Regions from separate parts of the Zea mays genome. Here region 2 is linked to region 1. Evidence: chromatin contacts called from public Hi-C data. All regions are on one chromosome and are shown on one strand. The core of a region is the stretch at or near the end of the contact, and the rest is flanking DNA. Distances in the headings are between cores, read along the strand shown. Region 1 has its middle 3.9 kb from the start of LOC103643065. Region 2 holds the start of LOC100216761 (putative folate-biopterin transporter 4).

Region 1 (4,130 bases), core at 836-3,335:
TATATACTCAAATAAATATATTAGAGATAATTTTTATTTTTAATTTTTGTACGTACGTATTTATCATACTCTCAAATGTATTTTACATATTTTAGTTTTGCTATACCGATTATTTAAAGTATTCAAATGGAGAGGACCGTTTAGAGAAACTATATATATAGATAATCCAGCAGCAACGTCATCTAAATTTAGACGATCGTTTAGAAGACGCTGCTTTAGAGTATAGAAGACCATTTGATCCTCTAAATTTAGAGAAACCGTGTCTCGATCCAATGAGAAAAAAGACGGACGAGTTCTTCTGACGCCGATCGAGCTAATGTCCTAGAGACAAATCTCTCCATTTTCCCTCTCTTCAATACACCTCCTCCCGAGAATTTCAAAGCTGCCCCCCTGCTGATTCAGATCGCGCACGCTTTAACCTGCCGGCAGCCACCACTATTACTGTTCCTGATCCAGTACTACGAAAGAAAGCATAAAGCCGACTCTCTCTCTCCCTCTCTCCGAGTTTATTCACGGCGGCTAGCGTTGTGGTAACTGGGCGTCTTTTTTCGCCCTCCTAGCTTAGCTAGCAACCTCTCTCTGTCTCTGCATGTGGTGGCGTGGGGATGGCCTCCTGTTCGTCTCGTGACGAGGTCGCTTTCTGAAAGCGCCCATGCTTTCGCCATGGGAGGAGCCGAGGAGGAGGACGAAGAGGAGAGCGGAGAGCCTCTCTCTCTCTTTTCTCTTTTCTCTTTTCTATTGTAACAGTAGGATGGATGGATGGACCGGAAACCGCGTCTCTCTCTCTCGCCATGGTTTCTTCCTCCTCGTTGCTGTTACAGTCTTCGCATCTATGATGATGATGGCAGCAGCACCAGCACTGTACTGTTCTGGTGGCACGCAGATGCAGATGCAGTGCAGCAGCTCATTATGCGGTAGTACGTAGAGTGGAGGTGTGGAGCCTGTAGAGGTGGGTGGTGGGACCGGCGCTGCACTGCATGGCCATCAGGCCATGTACGTAACGTCCAGTCCAGACCCCTACATGACAGACACCACTCCACTGTACTGTGCTGCTCCATCATCTATTCTCTCCCTCCCCCGGCCCCCTCTGCTGCCCTGCCCTTCCGCTTCACTGTTTCTTGCCGTTGTGAGATGTGGACGATGCGTGCAAACATATACATCAGCCATCGAGGAGGGTCCGTTCGATCCATCGGCGGATTGCTTGGTTCCTTCTGCCCGTGTCATCACCTCATCAGGCCAGGGCACTGTGCCATGGTCCACCACGTACGAACGTTTATGCGTGCCACATCGCCATACAAATACGGTCCATAGATTTCGATGGATAGGTTAGGATAGTCATACATAGAATAAGTATTCTTATTGAAGTTAATCTGATTGTAGACTGTCCGGGCCATATAGTCGGACCATCCAGCCGTAACAGGTGCCAAATATGGTGCTTAAAAGGAGGGGGTCCATAGAGGGTTAAATCTCTTATTGTTTAATTTTTAATAAAAAATGAAATTATAACCTCTTTAATCATCTCTAATTCCCTTACTCTCAAACTGGCCCTTAGGTATTGTTCGGTTGCATGAGGACTGGTGAGAGGAAATAAATCACTTTCTATTAAATTTTGACTAGTAAGAAGTTTAATCCACCTCTATCCGAACACGCCATTAGGTTGGATGCATGAGAATTTGAGGGGGGGTGAGGGACATATAAACTCTTGCTACCGAACAATGACTAGCAAAAGGGTTATGTCTCTCGTTCCCCTCTAATCCCAATGCATCCACACGAGTTCTAAGGGCTAATTTAGGAACTCAAATATAATACATCATTAGTGGAAAATGATGAATAAATTACTCTATTTTTACCTCGTTCTCCTCCAATTTTCCGCAGGAGGGATTGATCCGCACGTGACAAGTAGACGCAGGCCCTGACAAAAGGTTTGCGCGAGTTTTCAGGTGCTCCACGGCCCACGCCACGCAGCGCCCCCCCCCCCCCCCCCCCCCCCCCCCCCCCCACACACACACACACACACACACACACACCCCATGGCCATAGGCCGCACGGTCAGCACCAACCACACGCTCGGGACGGGAGTCGGGTAGTTCGGTACCCGATGCTTGGGCGGTTACCTCCGCTACCTCATCGGATCCTCTGCGCCGGCCACTTGGTACGGACGCGCCCGTGCTGGCCGTACTCTACACCCGGATTCCTCGCTCGCCTTTTGTCGTTCTTGTGCTCTTCTCCCCTCTCTCTCTCTTTTTTTTCCCTTCTCCAGAGCGCAGGCGCAGCGCAGGACTCGGTGGGGGCGGTGGCGCACCCAGACGCCGTAGCAGCAGCGGATGATGATGCGTCTGCGTCTCCCACCCATATCATTCCCGTCGAATTAGTGGAAGCGACGGCAGGCCGAGTACGAGCTCTGCAGAAGATCCGGACTGGCCCTGGGTTCGGCGGCTCAAGCGAGGATCACCTTGGGCGAGCAAGAGAGTTGGTGGATAGTACTTTTTAAATTTTTATGTATGTACGAACGCACAGTGTATCTGCATAGCAGATCAGAATAAACTCTTTTTTTTTCAAAAAAAAGAAAAAGAAAACTAAACTTTTTTTTTGCGTGATTTCTCGTAGAAGCTTGGATATTGCCCTCATGGCCTCATATCATCCATTGGTGCACGCGCGGCGCACCAAAGACAAGACAAGAGGGCCAGCGGCGGCGTGCTCGTGTACACTGGGCGGGTGGCGCCGCCGCGGTGGGATACTCGCACGGTGACCCGCGCCACGCACACCGCACCCCACCCTAGAGTAGACTGCGGCGAGCGCGATCTATCCCGTGGTGGGACCGTTGGGTGGGGGGCTGGACCTGCGAGCAGGTGGGGCCCACGCTGGCACCGCTTTTACACGGACAGCGATGGCCCGGCATTGACAAAAGCGGACTGGCCCTGGCCCCAGCCCCACACCCGGGCCTTGGGCCTGTTGGAAGTGAGGCCCACATCCCAAAGGATTCCTCTCTTTTTTTCGCCTCTTTTTTTTACTTCTCCTTGAGGCTCTCAATCTCACCTTCTCTTTTTAAACCGGCGATGAAAAATCGGAAGAAAAAAAAAGTACGTTGGCTTCCCTGCTTCTTATTTTTTAACACAGAAATACTGTGGATTTTTTGTTGCTGCTGTTTAACCAAAGATTTGGTGTCCTGGCATGTACGTCCATGATGTGCCGTTTCATCTACGTACGTACGTGCCACACAAAAACAATAGCTGAGAGCTTACGGGATTCATCATCCACAGGACCACAGCAAATACGTTTCGGAGAGATCTCGTGGAAAACCCCAGATCCAAACCCAAACCATGGCATCTGTCGTACGCTCAAGAAGAGGACAAGGCAAAGCTGAGACCGACCGGGCCGTGCTCTCGAGACGGGGCCCCCTCTTCCTCCTGTCGTCGTCTCTCCGCCCCCCCGGATCGCGAGGTGCATCTGACGGCCTACCTGCAAGATCCGCCTGCGATCGTACGGCCCGAGGGCGGCCGGGGAACAGCGGTGCACGCACACCATTATAGTATAGGCAGCGGGTTAAACAAGGATGCGTGCCTGCGTAATGATGCATAACAAAGTTAGTAGACGCTATCTTATAAGTACAGTACTGTACTATGGAGTAATTAGAGCAAGTATAATAACAGGCTACAAGAAGGCTATATTTACCGCGTCGTCGTGTAGAGTACACCCACACGTCGTTTTTTTTTAAATAATACTGTTCCGCAAAATATTTGCCAAATAGCTAGCGTTGCTTCCATGGGTACGCAAAATATTTCTGTGGGCGCGGTCCCGTGTGGACGCGACCGCGACGTATCTGCTGCGGGCGGCGCGAGGCGTAGTCTGGCCGGCCGGTCTGTTGGTCTCAGCTCAGAGATGTTGTTTCTTTTATTATTATTATTATTATTATTATTATTATTATTATTATTATTATTATTATTATTATTATTATTATTATTATTATTATTATTATTATTATTATTATTATTATTATTATCTACCTGACGTTCTATGCCTTCTCTAAGATGAATAGATGATGACTAGAGATAAAGTTAGGACAGAGCATCTCTCTCAATCATTAAATTGTTGCCTTCTCTACGACTCTACCCTCCTGCTCTCTTAAAGGT
Region 2 (4,130 bases), core at 1,129-3,628, 460 kb before region 1:
ACCTGTATTATGCAAATATGTAGGAACCAGGCTGGTGCAGGACAAAGGTGTTGAAACTTAGCTCAAAAAAGAATAGGGTGACAAGTTATTCTCAAGTACATTAACCATATATTTGTCAAGACAAATAATACCCTTACAGTAAAGCTACTTTGTCCTGTTAATCTATATGGGACACGATGACAAAAGGATAACTATCAGACATAGAAACTTCAATGAATAACTTACACAAGAATATTCCTGAGCTTCTTCTGTTTAAAATAGCGGTTGTAGGTGTAGGTGCCAAGCATCAGACTGAACCACCCAATCACACGTGCAGTCCCTAGAAAGGATGCCTCCAAATTTAGGTCCTCTGTTTGATAATAGAACATAACTGTGGAGATATTTGGAATTGTAACATTTGAAAAGAAAAACCATGCCATAGGCCTGGAAAAATAACAAAGTACCAATCAGTACCTTCTATCAAATTAGGGGTATACAATGGGGGAAATAGGAAAAGAATATTTGCTTACCGCAGAATATTTGGCTGCTTAAAAGCTGTGCAGAGACTGAAGAAGGCTGACCTCAGAGACAAACATGGCAACGAATTAATTGACCCGTTGTGTTTTTCATTAGACTCAGTTCGCTTTGCCTGTGGACTTCTGTTGTTACTTTTAGAAGTTCCCTTTCGCCTTCTAGTGCCCTCACTAGAGCCTTTTCCAGAAAAAACAGTAACAGAACTCTGGTTGTCTACATACTTATGTTCATCACTGGCGTTGTGGAACCCTTTTGGAGAATCCTCAACAAACATGCAGGAAACTAATTGGAAGAATGGGAGGACTGAGAAAACAATATATATTGCATGTATTGGGAGATTGGATAATGCATATCCTCCCAGTAAACTCCCAAAAATCCCACCTACAGCCATCGATGACCAAGATAATGACTGTAGATCGCCAGCAAACTCCGGCCTGGAAATAAAATTAGTAGGTTTTCACAATACTCCATAGCAGCATGCCAAATAGGGACACAGGAAACATCAAGAAGCCTACCCGGCTGATCGAACTGCTTCCGCAACCATTGCATCTATAACAACATCCGCCATCGCAGATCCCAGATTCTGTACTATGAGCAAGGCAGTGAGCATATTGGCTGAGCTCCTTAAAGCTTGTGATAGTCCTAGGATAAGCCACGGAAGTAGAGAAAGGCAACTAGAAATGATCAAATAGGGTATACGCTTCCTCTGTTTAATTGGAACGCAATCTGACAAGATCCTGCAGAAAACAATTGGCGTATGAGCAGCCAAAAAGTAGGACTTAGATTTCAATAAGAAACGTGAAACAGAATGGATGAAATTATGCATGCGTGGAGACATATGGACATATAGGTTTCTTAAGTAACAAGAAAATATTTTCAAGAAGCATGCAACTCTGGAAGCAGGAAGTTAAATGGAGCATACAGGTTAACCATCTGTCGCTAAAATCATTGCTGCATCGCCAGCAGGTTTCGTTACTAGTTACTAGCAGTAGAAGAAAAGCAATAGAAGATACACAAGGCAACAAAACCATACCCATATATAGGTTTGATGCTCCAAGGGAAATATGCAAGGGAGACCAGAAACTGCGATGTAGAGGGCGATAGCTTCATCACGTCCTTCATTTGGTAGGAGACAGCTGTCCAGACGAAAGACCTGAAACCCTAGAATGTTCGAAGGAACGTGATTGATTTAGCACGCGTGTGAACAGGTTGGGGCTCATTTAGATTTGCAGAAAGGCTAGGCTCTTGGTCTGTTGATTGACTGATGAAACGAGGAGCTCTTGCAGGTAACTAGGTATGCTAAGGAATGTATTTTCCGTGGCCTGTATCAGAACTATATTAGAAGCTAGTAAGGCATTTCTGCGTATGACTATCTGATATGTCATTTCTCCCAAACGGCGTGGTGTGGGATGCGATAAGTTTCAGATCTAAACAATCAACATGCGGACAATTACTAATCGTAATTATACAGGCTATTAAGGGAATAGAAGCCTAGGATCGTAGACTAGGGAAAATGTGAGAGAGAGAGAGAGACCTGGATGAAGTAGATGAGGCAGACGAGGCAGAGGAAGGAGGGCCCGAACGCCGCTGCCATCCGCCCCGGCCACCACAACTGATGATGCTGGGCCGCCGCCATGGCTCCTTGCTTCGCGCTGCGATGTAGGGCTAGGACACGGTATGGATCCACATCCACCGGGGAGGGAGGTAAAGGGAAGCGAAATGAGATGGCGGAGGGGACGAGAGAGGTCAGACGAGGCGAGGGGCCGGGTCTCCTTCCTTCCAGTTCCAGGAACCACCGACGGCCGACACGACACGAGCACGACGCGGGGAGGGGCGACCGGGCGAGGACCGGAACGGCGGACGGCAGTCACGTGCGGGGGTTGGCCGGGCCTGGTTCCTAATGTTGGGCCTTTTGTTGTCAAGCCCAGCGTTTTTTTTTTGTTTGTTTGGAAATGAAAATGCCAGTTGTGTTACGACCCAACTAATAAACCAACTTTGATAAAAAAAACTAATAAACCAACTTGAAGCATCACAGGTTGGAGCTCGTTCATGCCACTCGGGCGCTAATCAAACAGGACCTTCACGTTGTGGTCCAAACCACTACGCGGGGAATTTTTCGTACAGGATTCAAATTCTTTATTTTTTGTCCCAACCACAAAAGTATAGATGATGATAGAGCCATAGAAGGCACAGGGCCAAAGCATTTCCGATGAAAGGGGGGGACTCGGCTCAGTCACAGCACAACACTAATTCGGATCATTCATTTCCCTGGTACAAGAATCATGGCATGCCAGACACAATTATCCACCAAATCTTTTGTACTGACACAAGAGTAAAGTACCACAGCGCAGCAGAACAGGCGATGAGAGGAGCAGCATTTGCTTTATGCACAAGTAGCAGGCAGCTGGGGTAGTAGGAGTAAGGTGTACGGAATTTACAACAAATCACGAGCAGCAGCAATTCAGGCTGCATAGAACGAAATGGTCATCACTCTGCTAGTCCCACCACCAATCTCTCCCGACAAGAGCAACCCACGAACGCACCGCAAATGATTATTGTTTTCTTCCCCTCCCCCGATCCCCCCATCGGAATCCGGCAGGTGGGGGAGCGAGCTGGAAGCTGGAGCTGGTGATCAATCATGTCATGGGGCCAGGCGGCTAGGCCAATCAAGCAGTCAATCCCACCCACCCACGTGGTCACGCCTCACCTCTCCGCCTCCGCCTCCGCCTCCGCGTCCGCCGGCGACGACAGCTGCGCGGCCGCCAACGCGTCGGCGAGCGCGCGCATGGCGCTGACCTGCATCTGCAGCGCGGCCACGTAGTCGGCGGCCTCCTCCAGCAGCGCGGGCGTGGGTAGCTTCCGGCAGCCCGGGACGAGGCGGCCCAGCACGCGGAGCCGCTCCTGCACCTTACCCTCCTTACCCTTTAGCGCCGCCGCCGCCGCCGCCTTGTCTCTGGCCTGCACCGGCGGAGGCGGGCGGCGCCGCCGCCGGACCTTGCCGCCCGCCTTGACGAGGACGCGGCGGCGGCTGCAGACCGCGCCGGCGAGCAGGATGGCGCGGCTCCACCGCGTCTGGCCGCGCGCGGTCAGCGCCAGCGCCGAGTCGGCCGCCGCCTTCACGGCGCGCGGCTGGCCACCGCCCGTGGCGCGGAGCGCGTCCAGCAGGCGCCGCCCGTACACCCCGCGCACCGCGCCGCTGCGCCACTTGCTGGCCCGACTCGGCGGCGTCGCGGAGCCACCCTTGGACGTCCGGGACGACGACGGCGACGGAGAGGGCGAGGAGATCATCGCCGCGCGACTTGCCAGCCTGGCCGCCCCCCCGCCGCCCGATCAAGACGGGGCAAGGGATTTGGGGAGGGAGGGAAAGGGGCGGGCAGGGGGGGAGAGGACGGGTGGAACGCTGGTGGAGTGGTGGTGCTGGTGGTGGTGGAAGGAAGGAAGGAAGGAAGCGGAGGGGATTGGTTAGATTACCAACGTGCTTTGCTTTTGGGAGAGGTGGGGTGGGGTTGGGGTGGGTGCGCTGCGCTGTTGCTGATGTGATTCATAGTTTAGGGGTGTTTGGTTTCTAGGGACTAATGTTTAGTCCCTAGATTTTATTCCTTTTTAGTGTATAAATT

What was found. Hi-C and Micro-C count contacts between places; a contact is called where the count stands out from the background.
Region 2: a Hi-C map of bundle sheath shows a contact between it and region 1, with 2.7 times the contacts expected there. The contact joins the promoter of LOC100216761 here to the enhancer-like site in region 1. A contact is called at or near these places in 2 of 25 Hi-C or Micro-C datasets (bundle sheath and ear).

Annotation. Positions count from the first base shown.
Region 1 is chr3:9,374,771-9,378,900 of Zm-B73-REFERENCE-NAM-5.0, reverse strand. No RefSeq gene overlaps it. Among protein-coding and RNA genes, the nearest start is that of LOC103643065, 3.9 kb to the left of the region's middle. Within about 2 kb of position 2,085, at least 19 of the 20 cell types and tissues checked have an H3K27ac peak or open chromatin away from gene starts, as enhancers often do. A contact at or near this core is called in bundle sheath and ear, where this site is marked.
Region 2 is chr3:9,837,269-9,841,398 of Zm-B73-REFERENCE-NAM-5.0, reverse strand. It overlaps LOC100216761 (putative folate-biopterin transporter 4), which reads right to left and starts at 2,378. Exons shown (of 7, transcript NM_001359490.1): 1 at 2,048-2,378; 2 at 1,547-1,674; 3 at 1,029-1,250; 4 at 510-947; 5 at 226-423. The coding sequence starts at 2,149.